2 separate regions of the Hordeum vulgare genome follow, and region 1 is linked to region 2. Evidence: chromatin contacts called from public Hi-C data. All regions are on one chromosome and are shown on one strand. The core of a region is the stretch at or near the end of the contact, and the rest is flanking DNA. Distances in the headings are between cores, read along the strand shown. Region 1 holds the start of LOC123398085 (PRA1 family protein H). Region 2 holds the start of LOC123398675.

Region 1 (2,825 bases), core at 133-2,632, 350 kb before region 2:
GTTTGTACAAATATTTTCCAATTGATTGAGAAATGAATAATTGAGAAAACAAATGAGGAATTATTCTTAATGTGTGCCGTGTGACAGTTCCTCATGATATATATAGCGAATAAGAAACATGCTGCATGGAATAATCAGTAAACTACATAAATAAATATACACTATGACCAAGTAGAACAACTTGAACAAGTCATGTGTTTTGTCATATTCAAGCATATCAATAATTTCTTGAAGAAAATAGAACTTTGTGACATTTTTCTTGCTCGAAGCATTTACAAAGTTGCTGATCAATGAGCGAAACAAACTAGTCAGAATCATCATAAAGGAAAAAAAAGGCTTCCAAAACATGTACGGTGTTCTGTTCAAGATATCCTTTCAAGAATATTAAGAAACGAATTCCGTATATATCCACTGCCAATCTTATCTACTCCCTCCATGTAAGAGCGTTTTTGACACCACACTGTCAACGCTCTTATATTATGGGACGGAGGGAGACCCATGCCTATACACTGTCAGTGATACTGTTGCAAATGAAATCCACATAGCTGTTCCTTTCATCATTGCACTAGCAACATTTGGGCAGAAACAATATCTGAAACCCAACACTCACCAATCTGTGCGCAGTGCAGAAGAGCCTGCCCAATTCCGGGCGCTCGTTCAGCGAGCCCCCACCGGTCCCGGCAGTACCGCACAGCCTCCCACACGGCGAGGCTGGCCAGCAACCCCAGTAGCGACACAGGCATCCGGTACCTGCACACATGCCGCCACAGACAGCAGCAGCAGCAGCTTTAATACTCCACCCGCACACACGGACATGCAAAGACAGGACAGATAACGAAACGAAGGCAGGGATGAAGGAAAAGAGGGTAGATGACAGCGGCGTACAGGCAGCAGGCGAAGACGAGGATGGATAGCGCGGCGTAGTTGCGGGCGTAGCGGCGGACGTTCTCCTGGACGCGGAGTCTGGCCTGGGTGGGGGTCGGGGGCCAGGAGTAGGAGGCGGCGCCGGGGGGGCCGATGAAGGCGAGGGACCAGGAGGGGGTGGGCGCGGCGAGGTCAGCGGCGGAGAGGCACGCAAAGGGGTTGAGCGAGAGGAGAGAGGCTAGGGTGCGCGCGAAGGCGAGGACCTCGGCGGCGGCGCCGGGCCCCGAGGAGGTGGATGCGGGGCTGGCGCGTGTGGGGGCGGCGGCGGCGGGTGCGGGGGCGGAGGAGTCGAGGAGGTCGAGGTAGCCGGAGTCGCGGAGCCAGCGGTCGAGAGCGGGGTCCGGTACGCTCAGCGAGAGGGGGTTGGGCTTGAACGACGACGACGACATGGCGCCGCTGGGCCGTACACGGTTAGCAGGACAGGGGCGGTGGTTGCTTTGCAGTGCGTTTCTCTTCTTCTTTTTATCAATCAACTTATATAAAGATCAGGAGCGAGTACGCCTGCGCCGTGGGGGACAAATTCGCTGCTTTGATTTACCACGACTTGATCCTATGTAGGGGTGAGCATATTAACCGATAGCTGATGTACGGAACCGAAAGAACCAGGACCAAAACCGAATAAACCGAAGCCGAAAAGTCAGGGTCCTAGGCTGACTCGGCCGGCTGGCCATGGAGGCCGAGCGCTCTGTCTCTCTACTTCCTCCGTTCCCAAATATAAGTCTTTGTAGAGATTTTACTAGTGCATTACATATGAATGTATATATACATACTTTAAAGTATAGATTCAATTATTTTGCTTCGTATATAGACCCTTAGTGAAATCGTTTAAAAGACTTATATTTAGGAACGGAGGGAGTATAATCCTAGCAATCACCCTATACAAAATAGGTTAATTGCACTACCACAGTTTGTGGTTTAGTACCATCTCGGACAACCACTAGGAAAGGTACCGCAGGGAAGACAATAAAAGATAGTAGTGGTACGAGCTAGCCATTCATTTCATCTACCGCTTCTACTGACACGTACAGGCTGGCTAGAAAGGAAAATAACATCTTGCGCCTAAACTTTCGGGTTGTTCGGTCAGAACCGATCATAGAACCGAGTTTTCGGTTTAAAAAATGTCGGTTACCTACTTCTGTTCGAACCAATCTGTCTGCATTTTCAGAAAACCGGAAAGTTTGTTAACACGGAAAACCGAACCGAAAGCTTCGGTTAAACCGAATGCCCAGTCCTGATCCTATGTACCCATCAGCTATTTAAAACTGGGGAGCACCTGTTTGGTCGTTCCAACATTTTGTATTGCATCTCCGTCCGTTCTAAAAGCGAAGCCGTGCGAAGGGGAACCTAACGAACACTTAGGCCTTGTTTGGCATAAGTGGTTTTCAAGCCCTAAGGAGGTGGGGATTCTAGGGGATTTGGTGAATCCCTCTCTTTCACCCAATCCTCTTGAATCCCCATTGCACGAGTTCCCCTAGCCCCCCCTCGATGCTTCAAAACCACATGGTTTGAGGTGGATTTCAGTGGATTGAAGGGGTTTGCTCACCACAAACCCTGTCCGTCAAATGGACATACAGGGAATCGTGAGGTTTCTGGCCCCCTCGAGGATATATAATCCCCTAGAAACCTCCCCAAACCATGCGCACGAAACAAGGCCGTAAGAGCATCTTCAGCCCTCCCCCTCCCCCTCAACGACCTGAAATAGCGTCGCTGGGAGGCGAACCGACGTTAAATTTGTGGGGCTGGGTCGTCTCCCAGCCGACGCTTTCGACCCTATTTTGACGCAAATCCGGTCCAAGTTTGACCTAAATTTGACTCACTTTCGACATAAATTCAACAAAAACAATTTTTTTATGACAAAGTTTATAACATAAATCAATACAAATTAAATAGTTCAACGAAGG
Region 2 (3,153 bases), core at 191-2,690:
AATCGGCAGGCGACGGTGCCAGAAGGAGGCGAGCAGCAGCAGGAATCGGCAGGCGGCGGCGCTGGACGGGGCGAGCGGTGACAGGCACCAACAGGCGAGCGGCGGCAGATCACGCCATGAGCCGCAAGATTGGCTCGCCCATGCCCAGCCAGGAGATCTGATCTTCCATGCGCAGTTCGAGCATTTCCTTTCTTTTTGTTCTCTCAGATCGGAAAGGCAGGGCGGCAGGACAGCAAACCAGCAGCAGATAGCGGCGTGATAGCAAGCCAGCAGCGGCAAGCAGCGTTGTGGATTTTTAGTTTAGCACTCCAATCCAACTTGTTCGTTGTAAATTTGTTTGTCACATAGTAGAGAACTAATACTAGTAGTTTATTTTCCGAATGAAAACGAGAGTTTAATTGACAGGCAATAGGTAAGTTGGATCAAATTCATTCAATTTATCACAGAAACCAAACACTGAAATAGAACCGTTCCATTCCATCTAATTACACTTTACCAAAAGTAGGAACAGAACCGACCCATTCCGGTGGAATGTAACCATGACATTCCATTCCACTTGGTTCCTGAACCAAGCACACCCTAAGAATACCATTTTACCCTTTAAAACAGGGCACTCGGTTTTTAAGGCAGTAATGGAAGAGTAGGTTGGACCGTTGGAGTATGATAAAGCTTATCCATTGGATTGACATAGAAGAACTCCTAGGTTACAAGTCATCTTATATCTTAACTAAACAAACTAGTATAATTTCGTCTGAGCCAAGATGAATCCCATAGAACAGGAATTCGCACCCACAGAAAAATAACACCTCACATATGGAAACATTTATGGAATATACTATTTTTTGGTAAGATATGGTCAAGCTCCGCCCCTCATTCGCCCAGGGGTATTATCTTGGCAGAAATTTGGAAGGTGCTTTTCCAATCCCCCCAAATGCCAATTTTAAGTTTGTGAGAGAAGGCTATCAAGGGCTCCCGAAATGACCAGCAACAATAAACTGAAAATCAACCCTCCTCTAGAGCCTGTAATCCCTAACTACAACTGATTGGATAGTAAGCAAACGGAGAGGGGCGAGGCAGTGGCGCTACCTTGAGGAGATGGAGGCGGTGGGTCGGAGGAGGGCGGCAAGGGTCCGGCAGCGCTTCGGCAGCGGAGGCTGAGCCAAGAACGGCAGACACGGTCCAAGGCGAAAGTAGAAACCGGGCCTGCTGCTGGTGGTAGTGGCTTGAAGCGGAGGCGGGAGGGACAGACTGGTGGGAGGGCGGAGGAGGTGCCGGTGGAGGTGGAGAAGGGGAGTGGTAGGAGACGAGGGGAGCTCGTCGTCGCCATCGGTGAGAGGTGGTATGTTGCTAGGTTGGAGTAGGAGGCAGCCAGGGAGGGAAAGGAGGGGCAGCACGGCTGAACGTACCTTCTTGTGTGGTGCGCCCGCTGTTCCCCATTCCGGCTCTATCATAGTCGAAAGTTCCTGAAAAGGTTATCCAAAATAACTACTCCCTTCACCCACGTATATATATATATGGCCTAATACGTATTTTAAGGTTGCTATTGATTATTGGTAAATATATATAAGATATATGATATAAAATTAATATCATTAGAAACTCCCTTCTCTCACGATTTTTACTCTAACATGTGATCAAACTTAAACTCGAAAATCGTATTAGGCCTTGTGTATACGGATAGAGAGACTAAGAACTTTGTTTCAAGTCAAATCTTTTTAAGTTCATCACTTTTGCAGAAAATATATTAACATTTACTTTAACATGTGATCAAACTTAACCTGTAAAATTGTATTAGGCCTTGTATGTACGAATAGAGGGACTAAGAACTTTGTTTTAAGTCAAACCTTTTTAAGTTTACCACTTTTACAGAAAATATATTAATATTTACCACATCAAATACATATATTAGGATAATATTTTTATTTTTATGGCTTGAAGCGGAGGAACTAAACCTCGAAGCATGCTCGGATACCGTTAAACATGACTTCTATGAGGCATTCAACAAGCTCTACACCATGAATGGGAGGGGTTTCCCAAAGCTCAATGAGGCACTTCTCACCCTTCTCCCGAAGAGGACGGACGCACAATCCCTATCCGAGTACCGTCCGGTCAGTCTCATACACCTCTTTGGAAAGCTTGTCGCAAAAGTTCTCGCCCTAAGGCTCGTGCCTAGGCTTGCTACGATGGTTTCCACTAACCAGAGGGCCTTCATCGCAGCTAGATGCATCCACGACAACTTCCTCTTGGTGCAGCAAACAACTCTGCTGTTGCACAACCTCAAGGCGTCACGCGTGCTACTCAAGCTGGACATTGCGCGCGCCTTCGACTGCGTTTCGTGGCCCTTCATCCTACAGATCCTCGAGCACCTTGGCTTTGGACCCCGCTGGTGCCAGTGGATCTATATTCTGCTCTCCATGGCTTCCACGCGAGTACTCATAAATGGACACCAAGGGCCTCCAATCGGGCATGCTCACGTCTCGCGTCAAGGTGACCCGGTTTCCCTGATGCTCTTCACACTGATCATTGACATGCTCAACACCATGCTGCTACGGGTCGTTGATGACGGACTCCTCCAGCGCATCACTGCGAGGCACGTGACCTTGAGCATATCACTATACACGGACGACGTCGTCATCTTCTACCACATCGACCGACACGACATCAATATTGTGCGTGAGATACTACATCTCTTCGGGAAAGCTTCCAGTCTCCACACGAACTTCAGCAAATGTTGTGTCACCCCAATCCATTGCGCCGATGAGCAGATCGCCACAATCGCGACTTATATGCGCTGCCCGGTGACCCAATTTCCCATCACCCACCTTGGTCTGCCCCTACCCATTCATAAGGCCTCTACCACGAGTCTACTACCCCTATTCAAGAAACTTGAGCGAAAGTTATCCACTTGGCAAGACTCTATGCTATCAAAGGGAGATCGCCTCGCACCGCTACGACATGTCATATGTGTTGGAAATATGCCCTAGAGGCAATGATAAATAGTTATTATTATATTTCCTGTTACAAGATAATCGTTTATTATCCATGCTATAATTGTATTGAATGAAAACATAGATACATGTGTGGATACATAGACAAAACAATGTCCCTAGCAAGCCTCTAGTTGGCTAGCCAGTTGATCAAGGATAGTCAAGG

What was found. A called contact is a pair of places that touch in the nucleus more often than the background predicts.
Region 1: a contact with region 2 is called in a Hi-C map of leaf, with 2.7 times the contacts expected there. The contact joins the promoter of LOC123398085 here to the promoter of LOC123398675 in region 2. A contact is called at or near these places in 2 of 6 Hi-C or Micro-C datasets (leaf and seedling).

The regions. Positions count from the first base shown.
Region 1 is chr5H:357,568,383-357,571,207 of MorexV3_pseudomolecules_assembly, reverse strand. LOC123398085 (PRA1 family protein H) reads right to left here and starts at 1,382. Exons shown (of 4, transcript XM_045092593.1): 1 at 886-1,382; 2 at 611-750. The coding sequence starts at 1,313.
Region 2 is chr5H:357,213,939-357,217,091 of MorexV3_pseudomolecules_assembly, reverse strand. It overlaps LOC123398675, which reads right to left and starts at 1,440. Exons shown (of 2, transcript XM_045093122.1): 1 at 1,087-1,440. The coding sequence starts at 1,327.